Linked DNA regions of Danio rerio: region 1 is linked to region 2. A link is a contact called in public Hi-C data. All regions are on one chromosome and are shown on one strand. Each heading gives the region's core, a stretch centred on a gene start, on an enhancer-like site or on the middle of the called end of the contact. The rest is flanking DNA. Distances are from core to core; before and after follow the strand shown.

Evidence for each region. Hi-C and Micro-C count contacts between places; a contact is called where the count stands out from the background.
Region 1: a Hi-C map of an unstated tissue shows a contact between it and region 2, with 5 times the contacts expected there. The contact joins the promoter of si:dkeyp-20g2.1 here to the enhancer-like site in region 2. A contact is called at or near these places in 2 of 18 Hi-C or Micro-C datasets (caudal fin and an unstated tissue).

Annotation. Positions count from the first base shown.
Region 1 is chr5:24,162,653-24,166,129 of GRCz12tu, forward strand. It overlaps si:dkeyp-20g2.1, which reads right to left and starts at 2,199. Exons shown (of 19, transcript XM_690528.10): 1 at 1,969-2,199. The coding sequence starts at 2,032.
Region 2 is chr5:24,057,406-24,060,995 of GRCz12tu, forward strand. All of the region lies in intron 12 of gria3a (glutamate receptor, ionotropic, AMPA 3a), which reads right to left. Among named protein-coding and RNA genes, the nearest start is that of gria3a, 49 kb to the right of the region's middle. Within about 2 kb of position 1,391, at least 4 of the 62 cell types and tissues checked have an H3K27ac peak or open chromatin away from gene starts, as enhancers often do.

The sequences.
Region 1 (3,477 bases), core at 949-3,448, 110 kb after region 2:
TCTACTACAACATCCATCTAATTGTCCCCCTTTTTTATTTAATTTCATTTATTTATTTATTTTTGTATTTTTGTATTTTTTGTCAATTAACTTTTTTATTTTGAACGTCTATACCCCACACAACGTAACATTCACAATACAAAATCAACATTCAGGAAAATAATGTAAACAAAATATAATAAAATAATAACATAAAACATAAATATTAAATATAAAATTATACAATAGACAGCCAAAATGACAACCCTTCAATTTTTCTAATACATGCTCTCTAAATACCGTAAAAAGCTACCCCACTTCTGATGAAAAGTATAGGTGGAGAGTGGAGACCTCGAGTCTTGCCAATATACAGTATGTTTATATGATACAGTAGAAGTCATCAGCTCAATCTAATCCTTAAAAGTGGGAGTATCTGAGTTCTTCCAATTTCACAGCACCATTCTCACAGCCATAATACATCCTGCAATGACTAGCCCTAATTTAGTATTATTATTATTTTATTTTTTTATTTTGTTCTCAACATGTCTTTACAACCATTTTGGCAGCTAGAAATTGGAGTAACATGCAAAATAAGAATTTCTTCATTTTCTTTTTGGCTTAGTACTTTTATTAATCAGGGGTTGAAACAGCGGAATAAACCGCCAACTTAACCAGCATATGTTTTACCCTTCCAGCTGCAACCCAACACTGGGAAACACTCATACACTCTTGCATTCACACATGTACACTACAGCCAACTTAGCTTATTCAATTTACCTATAGCGCCTGTCTTTGCACTGTGGGGGAAACCGAAGCACCCAGAGGGAACCCAGGTGAACACGGGGAGAACATGCAAATTCCACACAGAACCAGCAACCTTCTTTCTGTGAGGCGATCAGGCTAACCTACTGTGCCACCATGACACCACAAATTAATAATAACAATAATTTAAAATTGTATTGTACTCATTGCTTTGCAGTGTTGCATTCTTTATTAAAAATAAGTTCCAAAAAAGACACAACAGAACTTATTTAAAGTTGTTATCATTTCTAATCTGTTCAGATTTTATAACGGTATAGTTCCCTCCAAAAATTATTTACATTTTTTCTACTCACCCTGAATTATAAACAATTTCAAGTTTATTTCTCCTGTTGAACACTAAAGGTGTTATTTTAAAAAGGCTGAAAACTGTAACAATTGGCCTCTATAGTAGAAAAAAAAAATACTATGACAGTGAATGATTACTGGTTTTCAGCTTTCTTCAACGTATCTTCTGTTGTGTTCAACAGAAATAGGCAACTCAATCAGGTTTGAAGCAAGTGGAAAATGAATAAATGATGACAGAAATATATATATATATATATATATATATATATATATATATATATATATATATATATATATTTATTTATTTTTATTATTTTTTTTTTTACAATCCTTTTAAAGTTCACTTCAAGAGTTTAGATGCCAAAACCTCTAAGTTAAATGTTGCTAGCGCATTTTCCTCCAACTCGTGTGTAGGTTCAGAAATTTTACTTTTATAGTGACCAAAAAGTTATTTATATTGCCTTTAAAGCAAAATAACGCTCATTTTAGGAGAAAATTTCTTTTTTGCATCTGAACTCTTCACTTTAAGATGCTGAACAGCATGCATAGTACAAATAGTCAATGTAGTCTAGGAAATCAACTGAGACATGTAAACTACCACAACAATCATAAGTATTAATGTTATAATTGAATAACTGATTATCAAAATGCTGTTGGATTAATGTTAAACGGCTTTATCACACTTGCTGTCAATCCTAGACGTTTGTATCTTTGCAACCTTAACGTTAGTTGACATCAGACTAATACTGTGCTTCAACACTACAACCAGTAATATTATACACAAAGATAAGCGAGTGTTTTTTTTAAGAGCTCTAGTTGAGTCGTTTGTGTTTGTTTATTTGGTATATGGTGGCTTTTATTCGGTTAATTGTGTTGGTTTACCTGCTTCAGCAGCTTTCATAAAGTCCGCCGGCGCGTTCAGTCTTTCTGATCTCCGCATATCCATGATAACCACTGAAAGTCACACAAGCGGTCCTACATAAACGTGTAAAATGCTCGAATCCGATTCTTTGATGATTTTTTAGTCATTGTTTTGCAAAGTGCTCGTTCTCCCCGCCGTTGAGTTCAAAGCTGTGCGTGCAGTTGTCATGACAGGAGATTTCCGGTTGGTTTGAGGCACTACAGCGCCCCCTGCAGTCTTTGGCACATTCTACAAGAAACGTACATTTTCACTTATAAAAAAATTGACAGGGCCTGACTTAAGCTTGTCTTCCTCAAAAATAAATAAATAAAAAACCATACAAAACAAGCATAAAATCATACAATTCAATGATAGAGCGCATCCTTTCCTCCATCAAGTGAGTCATATGAAGGCACGCAAAATGTAATGCAAATGTGACTGACCAAAACATAGGGACAATTGTAAATGAATTTAAATTATATGTTTAGCATTTATTTGTAGAATTTATATATAATTTCATGTTTTCAATTAATTGATGTAAATGATAACAACTTCAACTTTGCTATTTCTGAAGAATATGTTTTTCTAAATCACTGTTTTTTGCATAACAAAATGATTAAAGCTGTAGGTTCAGTTGGACTGAGGAAAAGGACAATAACAGGGTTTGTAAGTTTGTAAAGGGTTTTTAATAAAGAACGAAAATCTGAAAACTAAATGAATGACACTGACTCCTTTGCAGAACAACTCACAGAAATCAACCATCGGTCCATTTTAGACATTTTGGGATGAAATACTTTTTTTATTCACTCTATTTATGTTTTATTTCAGGTACAGATAATGTGCGTTTCTGGTAGAATTTCCACTCTATATAATGCTAAATTCAGCTTAAAAGGATAGTTCACCCAAAAATTATTCCCATAAATTATTATTATCACTATTTACTCACCCACAAGTTGATCCAAGCCCTTGAAAGACAATTTAAAGAATGTTAGAAGTAAATAACAGGAATACTAATAGTATGGAAATAGTTACCGGTTTTCAACATTTTTCAAAATATCTTATTTTTTGTTCAACAAAATAAACTGTTACAAATAAGAGTAAAAAACAACATGATTTTTTAGTTTTTCCTGAACTAATCTTTTAACTGTTTTGATAAATGCACTTTTATAGTCCCGATAATCAGGGATGGCCAGAATTTATGATACAAGTATTTCAAATGCGTATTTCACATACAAAATAGTATTTAGTAATTTGTAATTGATGTGGTTTATAAAAATAGGTTAATATTATGTTTAATGTTGTGTATTTTTAAAACACTGTAAAATACTGATAGGAAGTCTAAATGATGACATCATAAAAACATGACCTTTAATATTTGTGTTTTCTCAGTTATTTGCCAAGACGAGACTAGAAAATTGATTAATTTGATCAATTGCTTGGAGAATGGATGGAAATGATGCAACAAGTATTAAGAAAATAACAAACAAATA
Region 2 (3,590 bases), core at 141-2,640:
TCTCAGATAGGATGGTGGGCCAAAACAAAGGTTGCAATGGGTCAACTTTGGCCAGTGGGCCCTACTCTCTGTTCTAAAGTGTTGCCGTGATTTTTACGGAAAGATTTCTCTAGTGCTCACCAAGGCTGTATGTACCAATTACAAAATGTAGTGAAATATAATTCCAATGTAAAATAGCTGCCATTTGTAAATGTCATTTAATATTTGGATGTCGAATTTGGTCGTATCATGCAATTCTTCAACAACATTTCTTTTAGGGTTTTTTTGTAGGCTTGCAAGTCTTTACTGTCAGTTTTGATAAATATTTCATTAAATTAAAGTGTTCATCCTGAAAAAGATGTTAAAATAATTTCTAAAAGCATTAGTCTGTTCCTCACACAATGCTATCACATGACTTAAGAAGACTTTCCCTCTAATATAGTGTACAAGTCCTACAGATCTTTTAAAAGGCAGTCATATAAAGCTTCTTTTAAGTTAATTTAGTATTTCTTTACATTTTAATTTCATAATTTCATAAGATGATTTAAATAGAATAACATTGAATGACAGATGCAATTAGACAGTGCTTTATGGTGTGAGGATATCATAATAAAGGATAATATATCTGTATATTATTAAGACACAGTCACTATTATATTTAAAAGCTTTTGGCACTATATACTGTTTTGTATCTGCACAACTCTGGTTTGCACTCTATGCCATGTGCCCTTAAGTGTAATTGTATTTATTGTAATTTCTTTTGAAAAATTCTACTTTTTGTATAAATAATATATGTTAGGCACTTGGAGTCTAAGAGTAACGCAGTTTCGATTCTCTGCATTTCCTTTAAATGTGGGTAAATTGACAATGAAGCTGACTTTAATATTCTAACAGTATTAAGGTAAAAAGTATTAATGTAAGGTAATCAAACAATGTACATGTAATGAAATGTAATAAACACTGTATAGTCTTCATTGTAATTTCTTGTGGCCAAATGATTTGAATTAGCTTGAAATTTTACACAGTCGCATACCTTAAAATACATTTGTTTCTGTAGACATTCTGTACAAGCTTAAATTCTGAACTGTTTCCTGGTTAATTATAATCACAGCTCAAAGTTACAGATTCTGTGCTTTGACTCTTGCATATTCGCAACTTACACTATCGATGCTGAAACGATATTGTGCAGCCCTAATTGAGACCACTGGCTGAGCCTATAATACATAAAAGAATTTCATCATTTCCATTTCATACACTAGTTATCTACAGTATATTCGCAAAGAGGAGAACAACTTCTTTCTATTGCCAATATTTGTATTATTATTATGATTGCTGCAATATTGTGTTATAAACACAAGGTGGAGATGGTCTCTCTCCACATCCCATTCAGTGCAGCTCTGTGTCAGCCGCTCTCCTGTCATCTCGGCTCTGATCCTGTGCATTAGCCGATGACAACTCATGAAAGAGAGAAGAGCAGAAGGGCACCTCATTTCAAGTGTCCTCTCACTCAATCTTTATCTGCAACCGCGCTATAGACTTGATTTCTGTGAGGTGACACGGAGCGCATGAGTGACTGATCGCGTGCATGTTTGAGTACTGTCTACATACACCGTATATCTGTTTTCACACACTTGTGTTAGCGAGCAATCGTGACATTAAGGTGAAATGACAGGATGAGCTCATCAGCAGGGCTTTATCTGGGTCATCTTAAAACTGCCCTGTTCCTTGTCATCTCAAAAACACGTACACGCACATTCTTCTGCCTCTGGCTACCTCACATGAAAACTGTATCTGAGTTTTTTTTCGTCACAGATGGTCACATGTCTGTGGTGACATGTCTTTGTCAGATTTCCAATTGGCTGCCATCATGTTTTACTGTCAGAATTTACTGCAAGTAAACGCACACAAATATCTGATCTCTCTCTCTCTCTCTCTCTCTCTCTCTCTCTCTCTCTCTCTCTCTCTCTCTCTCTCTCTCTCTCTCTCTCTCTCTATATATATATATATATATATATATATATATACATACATACATACATACATACAGACAGACAGACAGACAGACAGACAGACAGACAGACAGACACACATATATATACTTTCCAGCCACTTTATTAGGTATACCTGTCCAACTGCTTGTTAATGCAAATTTCTAATCAGCCAATCACAAGGCAGCAACTCAATGCATTTAGGCATGTAGACATGGTCAAGACGATCTGCTGCAGGTCAAACCGAGCATCAGAATGGGGAAGAAAGAAGATTTAAGTGACTTTGAACATGGCATGGTTGTTGGTGCCAGACGGGCTGGTCTGAGCATTTCAGAAACTGCTGATCTACTGGGATTTTCATGCACAACCATCTCTAGGGTTTACAGAGAATGGTCTGAAAAAGAGAAAATATCCAGTGAGTGGCAGTTCTGTGGGTGCAAATGCCTTGTTGATGCCAGAGGTCAGAGGAGAATGGCCAGACTGGTTGCAGCTGATAGAAAGGCAACAGTAACTGAAATAATCACTCGTTACAACTGAGGTATGCAGAAGAGCATCTCTGAACACCCAACACATCCAACCTTGAGGCAGATGGGCTACAGCAGCAGAAGACACAAACTCCTGTCAGCTAAGAACAGGAAACTGAGGCTACAATTCACACAGGCTCACCAAAATTGGACAATAGAAGATTGGAGAAACGTTGCCTGGCCAGAATTTGGTGTCAACAATATGAAAGCATGGATTCATCCTGCCTTGTATCAATGTTTCAGGCTGGTGGTGGTGTAATGTTGAGGGGAATATTTTCTTGGCACACTTTGTGCCCATTAGTACTACCAATAGGGCATCGTGTCAACGCCACAGCCTACCTGAGTGTTGTTGCTGACCATGTTCATCCCTTTATGACCACAGTGTACCCATCTTCTGATGGCTACGTCTAGCAGAATAACGTGCCATGTCAGAAAGCCCGAATCATCTCAGACTGGTTTCTTGAACATGACAAAGAGATCACTGTACTCAAATGGCTTCCACAGTCTCCAGATCTCAATCCAATAGAGCACCTTTTAGATGTGGTAGAACAGCATCATGGATGTGCAGCAGAAAAGTCTGCAACTGCGTGATGCGATTAGGTCAATATGGACCAAAATCTCGGAGGAATATTTCCAGTACCTCGTTGAATCTATGCCAAAAAGGATTAAAGCAGTTCTGAAGGCAAAAGTGGGTGCAACCTGGTACTAGTAAGGTGTACCTAATAAAGTGGCCGATACGTGTAGATAGATATTACAGCTGAATAATAAATTTCAATATATTGTAAATTTTCAAATCGCAATATACAGTACATTTCAAGAGATTTAATACAAGGGTATTTTTGTGAGCCTGCCACCAGCACACACTGAAAGACTTTTCAGCCCACCAGGAAACATAGTTTAATGTCAATGCACATCTTTCAAATCAAGCAGAATGGGCATGCTGTTTTTTGTCCGAAAATCTGTAACAATTGCATGTTTATGGATGCAGAAATCCTGTAGAATCGATTTATCTGCCATGTTAGGAAAGCAATAAAACAGCAAAAGTAACCCCACTGTGTTAAGTGTTTCTGCTTTCCTAATTGTTCTTTATGTTTACATG